Regions from separate parts of the Sus scrofa genome. Here region 1 is linked to region 2. A link is a contact called in public HiChIP or PLAC-seq data. All regions are on one chromosome and are shown on one strand. The core of a region is the stretch at or near the end of the contact, and the rest is flanking DNA. Distances in the headings are between cores, read along the strand shown. Region 1 holds the start of OSTF1 (osteoclast stimulating factor 1). Region 2 holds the start of C1H9orf40.

The links. HiChIP or PLAC-seq counts read pairs in DNA pulled down with a chosen protein or histone mark.
Region 1: an H3K27ac HiChIP or PLAC-seq map of alveolar macrophages shows a contact between it and region 2. The contact joins the promoter of OSTF1 here to the promoter of C1H9orf40 in region 2. A contact is called at or near these places in 5 of 47 Hi-C or Micro-C datasets (embryonic fibroblasts, heart right ventricle, liver and 2 more) and 2 of 2 datasets of contacts at active chromatin or transcription factors (alveolar macrophages and skeletal muscle).

The regions. Positions count from the first base shown.
Region 1 is chr1:228,140,534-228,144,012 of Sscrofa11.1, reverse strand. It overlaps OSTF1 (osteoclast stimulating factor 1), which reads right to left and starts at 1,854. Exons shown (of 10, transcript NM_214005.1): 1 at 1,624-1,854. The coding sequence starts at 1,657. It overlaps NMRK1 (nicotinamide riboside kinase 1), which reads left to right and starts at 2,123. Exons shown (of 9, transcript XM_003121961.4): 1 at 2,123-2,359.
Region 2 is chr1:228,043,778-228,047,458 of Sscrofa11.1, reverse strand. It overlaps C1H9orf40, which reads left to right and starts at 2,234. Exons shown (of 2, transcript XM_003121960.4): 1 at 2,234-2,892. The coding sequence starts at 2,464.

The DNA of each region.
Region 1 (3,479 bases), core at 605-3,104, 97 kb before region 2:
TGAGGACCCTGAATAGCAGTCATTTTCAATCATTTGCTTTCTGATTTGCTGAAGAGAAGAAAGCAGTAGGGTCAGATAACAAAAATGGTTCCTGAAAGTGTATTTACAACTGGTCACAATGTGATCCCTAAAGCACACCAGTGCAAACACACAAACACACCACGTCAATGTCCCTTCAGGAGCAGCAGGGACATAGCTTAAGGTCTAGAGATGAAAAACCTCCTGAACGGCTCCTCAGGACCTTCTTTAAAATAAAGTATTTTGTTTAGCTATTAAAGAATAACTCTACTTTGTTGAATACTGCATGTCCTGATTTACATATGAGTTTAGGGCACTGCCAGCTCCTATATAGGCACCTCCTCTCATACGCAAACTCCATGAAATTCCACAGCTAAAGAAGCACAGAGCCCAATTCCAGCCATGTCCCTACCTTTGCTCACAGCAGAACCAAAGTCCCCAAAATTTCCTTCACACCCAGCCCACCAACATTTAAGTCCTCAATGAACGACCATGCCATACATGTACCTAATTTTCAAATAAAATGACTGGAAACTACCACATGTGAGGGCAAACAAGGGAAGATGGAGTGCTTGACTAAAATTTAGGAAGATCAAGAAAATATTATCTTCCTAAACAAGGTTACTTTGAAATTGACCTAGATGGCTAAATTTCAGCCTGCGTTATACTGATGTTACATGAGAATGGAAGAAAAAAACTGAGAATTTATCTTCCATTTCCTATGTTTTCTGTACCTACCTACCGGATGAATGCATGAATGAGTCTGTTACAGTACTGAACTGAAATAATTAATTCCCTCTTAAATTCTCCTTTCTCCATATCCCAGGAAATATTCTAAGGATAAAATAAAAATGAACAAGGACTACAAGCGCTCTTTAGCGCTGCTTTGAGGAACTTAGTAATCTCATCCTCTCCAATTTAGCCAAATTCATTAGGGGAGTGGAGGCAAAGGACTTGTATTGCCTGATAAAATGACACTTCCGAATAGCAATTGCTGAGATTATCCTGCCACAGCCTAGATTCTTCTAGTCCGGAGTTCAAGTACACTTTTGTAAAAGCTTTCCTCAAGATCTCGAGGTCAATTTTCGAACGCAGCTCCTCTCAAAAGTCCCAAAGAAGACCCGCTCACGCACCCCACCCTACAAGCAGCGCACTTCCCGTTCCCTTTGGCCGGTCAAGAACTCAAACTTGACAGTGACACACACTGAAAAAAAAAAAAAAAAAAAAGAGGAAGTGGCTAAAAACCCATTTCAAGACATTTATTTTTTTTCCTAAGGGAGATCAATGGCCCTGTCTTCCAGGAAAGCTTCAATGGGACGTAGCCTTCGCATCGCCTGGAAAGTTGCCGCTAATGACAATGTTGCAAAGCCAAGCGTGACTCCTCTTCAAAAATAAAATTTTTTAAATTCCTCGAAAATCTTCTTGCTATCCAAACTGATCGCCCCGCTACAGCGAACGCAGCAGCAACGCTAACAACTCCTATCCCGGTGGGTCCCTTTTCGAAAGCGAGGCTGGGGCCGGGTACGTGTCTGGTTTGCCCTGCCAAGTGGCAAAGGGAGCGCAGAGCACCGCGGCGGCCAGGGGACCCGCGAGCACCTCCCTTACCTGGTTTGACCGGTTTGGGTGGCGGCTTCGACATCTCTTCCTGGAGCGGCTGATCCTGTAGACCACGCACGAAAAGCCAAACGAACGCCCCTCCACTCGGCACTCCGGGCGCCCCAAAGTTTCTTTTTGTCTGGCTTGCATCGGGGCGCCTTCAAGGACCTGCGTCCACCCTTGGCAGCCAGACAAGCAGAAGCTGGCAGAGCCGCTCCGCGCAGTACCCCGCCCCGCCCCGCGGCCGACAGACCCGTCCGGAGCGCGCGGCCGGACAGATGAGGAAGTGGCCGCCGCTTCGCCGAGCGCTAATTGGCTCCCCTGCTGCCAGCTTCCCCGAGGCAGGAGCGCGGGAGGCGCGCACGACAGCGCGCGCGGCGGCAGAATCAGCCGGAGCCGAACGGGGGCGTCGTAGGCTCGCGCCAGGGCCAGCCAGGGGCGCGCGGCAAGGAGGGGAAAGGGCTGGACTGTGTAGGAGCGCGAGCGCGCGCACGCGGCCACGCTCTCCGGAGTCCCGCCCCGCCCAACGCCGGCTGGAGCCGGGCGCCGCGTCCGCTCCGGGTGGGACGGAAACCTGGGGTTTGTCACCTCTACCCTGGGCCACCTCTGACCCGGGAGGGGCGCGGGGGAAGGACTTGTGGGCGTCTCGGTTAACGAGCTTCGGGGGTTGCGGAGGGTTAGTGAGAGGCGTGCGGTTGGCAATTGCTTGTGCCGCTCTGCTTGGGAGCACTCGAACTGGCGCTGGGTGAGTACCTGATAGACCCCGCCGCGCAGCGCCGACTCTCTGGGGCCAGGAGGTATTTCCACAGTGTTCCAGCGCTGGAGCCCGAGCCTGGTTGTGTCTTGAAAGCCTTGTTGAGGCTCCTACCACCATAAAGGGACTGATCCGTGGCCTGCCCAGGAGGACGTGTACTCGTGATGGTGTGGTGCTCTCACGCCCCCTAATAATCCTTAAAATGGGAGTCTGCCTTCTAGAGACCGTTCAGGTTGTTGGGAGAAGTCACTGGGGCAGAGTCAGGTCATGATCCCTAGGGCAGGAGAAAATTTTTATTTCTGTAGCATTGGATTCGGCTAATTGCGGCCCCCTTGCCGCCTGTTATTGTACCACCTGAGAATGGTTTTCACATTTTTTTAATGGCTTAAAAGAAATCAGAAGCAGCAGATTTTTTGGCACGTGAGAATTATATGAAATTCAGATTTCAGTGTCCATAAATTTTATTAGAACACAGCCACGCTCATTTGCTTATGTATTGTCTCCCGCCACTTTTGCTGCCTAACAGCAGAACTGAGCAGCTGCCTGCAAAGCCGAGAACATTCACCATAACAGTACTTGGCAGAGCAAGTTTGCCCACCTCAGATTACCAGATTGAATCTCCACTGGGAGGCTGGGGCATAGGAGAAACACTGTGTGTGTTAAACTCAAAACAGCACAGGCTATATCATAAACTAGTTGTTTGTTTGGAGGAAGAAAAATGGGAAATATTTTACATGAGACTCTATGTAAAATGAACCTTCAAAGTTTCCCCTGGGGTTAATGAAAGAATGATTCCAAGAGAAAAGGGCATGGGTCGTGTATTCAGAAACACCAGCCTTGGGAGATTGCTGTTTACTGAAAGGGAGCAAAGTTTAAAAAATAGGAGTTCCCACTGTGGCCCAGTGGGGTGGACAGTGTCTCTGCAGCAGCAGGAATGTTTGATCTTCTGCCCAGCACATTGGGTAAGGATCCAGCCTTGCTGTAGCTGTGGCATAGGTAGCAACTCCAGCTTGGATTCATCCCTGGCCTGGGGCGACCAAAAAAATTTTTTTAATTAAATTTAAATTTTTTTAAAATTAAAAACAGTAGAAGACTTCCTTGTCACATAGAA
Region 2 (3,681 bases), core at 985-3,484:
TTGGGTGTGGCCCTAAAAAGGAGAAAAGACAAAAAACAAACAAACAAACAAAAAAACATACAAACTCAATGTCGAAATAATAAACAACCCAATTTAAAAATGAGCTGAGGATTTCCCACTGTGTCACAATGGGTTCAGTGGCATCTCTGCAGTGTCAGGATACAGGTTTGATCACTGCTTGGCACAGTGAGTTAAAGAATCCTGAGTTGCTGCAGCTGCAGCACAGGTCACAACTTCACCTTGGATCTGATCCCTAGCCTGGGGACTCCACATGCCACAGAGTGCTTGAAATAATGAGCTAAGGATCTGAATATGTATTTTCCCAAAGAAGACATACAGACAGCCAACAGGAACATGAAAAGATGCTCAACATCACTAAACACCAGGGAAATACAAATCACAACCAAAATAAGATATCCCTTCACATCTGTCAGAATGGCCACTGTCAAACAAACAAACAAAAAAAACAATAACAAAGCGTTGGGAAAGATGTGGAGAAAAGGGAACCCTCATACATTGTCAGAAGGAATGTAACTTAGTGAGGCCGACATGGAAAACAGTAAGGAGGTTCCTCAAAAAGTTAAAAACAGAACTACCATATGATCCAGCAATTACACTCCTGGGTACGTATACCTAAAAAAAATGAAAACACTTTGAAAAGATAAATGCACATCTAGCCCTAAGCTTCCAGGCTTGAAAATGATCCATATATGAAATATTACTCAGCTATGAAAAATAATGAAATCTTGCCATTTGCAACAATATAGATGGACCTATAGGATATTATGCTAAGTGAAATGAGTCAGAGAAAGATACTGTATGATTTTTTACCCTTGGAACCTAAAAAAACAAATGCGCATATATAACAAGAGAACCAGTCATAGAAACCACAACAAACAGGTGGTTACCAGAGGAGAGACAGGGGAATGAAAGGAAAACAGGAATTCCCATCATGGAGCATCACAAATGAATCTGAGCAGGAACCTTGAGGTTGCAGGTTAGATCCCTGGGTTAAGGATCTGGCATTGCCATGAGCTGTGGTGTAGGCCGCAGATGTGGCTCAGATCTGGTGTTGCTGTGGCTCTGGCGTATACAGGGAGCAACAGCTCTGATTAGACCCCTAGCTTGGGAACTTCCATATGCCACGGGTGAGGCCCTAAAAAGACAAAAAAAAAAAAAAAAAAAGGAATGAGAGGAAAAGGAAAGATCAAACGGAAAAGCTAATGTTTACTACCCTACTTACTATATAGTGGTACTTACTTATAAACAAGTGGTTAGCTTATCCTCTCAGAACAGCCTTGAGGTGCAGGGGCGTGGGGTAATTAATATACAGGTAATTCCAACCGGATGGAACACAGTTATCTTTCTTGCAAACTTTTTCTCTAGAAGAACATAGCAGTTTCTCTCTTCAAAGCACTTATAATTTTCCTCCTTACATTTCTTTACTTGTTTACTGTCTTTATCAACTATTAAAATATAAGGCGTAGTAAATACATTGTTGTTATCCTCTCCTCACTTTTCTTCTTGATAACACACAATTTTAAGAGAGTTCTTGGAATCTCACTTATGACCACCATGCAGAGTAAGCAGGGACTCTGTGAGATTCCTACATAATTTAAGAGTCAATTTCGGGTTTTAGTTGGAAAAGAGCTGTGCCCCAGGCTTAGCTCTTAGATGAGCTGCACATCTTTGTAACATCACCAATGAATTTTTAATCAAAAGATCGAGGAATGTAGTGCTTATTCACATTCCACAGCACCCACCGAAAAACACACTCTCGTTGGTTTTTTGTTTTGATTTTGCTCATTGGCTTTAGCCACTTCCCTCAGCCTTGAGTGTACAAACAGTATGTCTCTAATAATCACTTAACGTAGCGCCAGAGCTTCTTAACACTAATTTATTGTGTGTTTTAAGTGTGTTTATTAATTCTGCTTTAACTTCCTGGTGACTTCCCGGTGGCCAGTAACTAGAGGAAAGTAACAGTAATATAAACACTTCAAGCTTGGGATTTGCACACGCACCTCCCAGCCCCTGAGAAAACGTCACACCCTCCCAGGGCGATTAGATTGGGCCTTTAATAAACCCGCCGCAGCCTTCCCGTCTCGCCCCGGGGCGCGCACTTCCGGCCGCGGGGGCGCTCGGGAGCTCGCCCCGCTAGCTTCCACCAACCAGCGGCTCCGCCCGCCGGCGCGACTGCGCGCGCGCACATTTGTGCGCAGGTTCGAATCTTCGCCGCTTCGCAGTTGCTCACCAACGTCCGGCAGCACCTCGGCTGCAGTAAGGGCGGTGCACGAGGGCCGGGCTGGACCGGCCGCGCCCACCCCCTCCGCCCACTGCATCTTCCAGCAGCCGTCTCGCGGAGACTTTGTCCTCGCCCTTCCTCTCGCGCCCCGCCCTCGCCCCCGCAGCTATCGGTGCTCGGCCTCCCGCGCCGGGCGGGCTCCGCCCGAGCCTTCGGGACCCATGGCCAAGCGGCGTGCGGCCGAGCCGCTGACGTTCCACGTGCCTTGGAAGCGGCTCCTGCTGTGCGATTTCCCTGAGGAGCCGCCGCCGCCTCCACCGCCGCCGCTCTGGATCCCGCCGCCGGGGGCCTCGCATCCCAGGCAGCCCTTCCGCGTCCCAGAGCTTCCACGAAAGCGTAAAATAGACGCGGGGGCTATGACGGAACCTTCGGTTTCGCCCAGTAAGCGCCGCGACGGCGGGGACACCGGCGCCCCGGGGCGTGAGGGCCGCGGCCTGGAGACCGGCGAGCCGCCGCTCCTGCAGCCGCTTGTACGGCCCCGCGGGCCGGGGGAGGAGCCCCAGAGCGTCCGGCCCCCGAGCGGCAGTGGCGACGACGGGGCGGGGCGCGCAGAGCCCCAGCGGGGAGAATGGGGGGCAGCACCGCGCCAGGTAGGGGCTGGCGGTGGGCTGGGCGCTCGGGGGGCGGGGGCGTGTGAGGGCTGAAGGGGTCACGCTTTTCCGGGCACTTCGCGTCCCGGGAAGGAATCGATCGGGTCTAGATTTGCCTCCGTCACGACACTCCGAAAGCTGGAAAACAGGGTCCCCGCCGTAGGAACGAACACCCCCCCCCCGCCCCCCGCCAAATACACCAAGTGCCCCAGAGAGTTTTAAGATACTTTAGGGGGAAAAGTGGCCTTGCACCTGTGCTGTGTGAGAGGGAATCTGGTCTTGACAGACTGTTTAGCGCCTGGTGAAGACGTTGACTGTGAACCTAAATAAGTTCAGCTCAACAACAAATGTCGGAGAAAGGTGTATCGCACCTTCTTTCGTTTAACGATGATTTTTTTCCCCCGGAATTCGTGGTAATTTTCTTTCTAAAGAGGGTGACCGTTGTGGTAGCCATCACTTGGACATCCTTTAGGCATGGTACAACTCTTGGTAGAGAAAAAGGGCTTCCGAATGTTGGGAAAAGGTGTTTTAACTCAGTGTTAAATATGATCCTGTGAAAGAGGATCGTTGTTGAAAATTAATTTAGTTCTTAAGGTAAATCCTGTGTATGAGGATCTTTGGAGAGTTTCAGTTCCCTGGGAATGAGCCTGCCCCATCTCTGCACATAAGCTCTGTCTAGATCTGTGCTATTCACTGTGGCAGCCGCTAGCTGGCTGTGCGACGCAACTGAACGCCTGAAATGTGACTAGTCCAAACTGAGACGTGCTCAAAGTGTAAAATACTAGATAC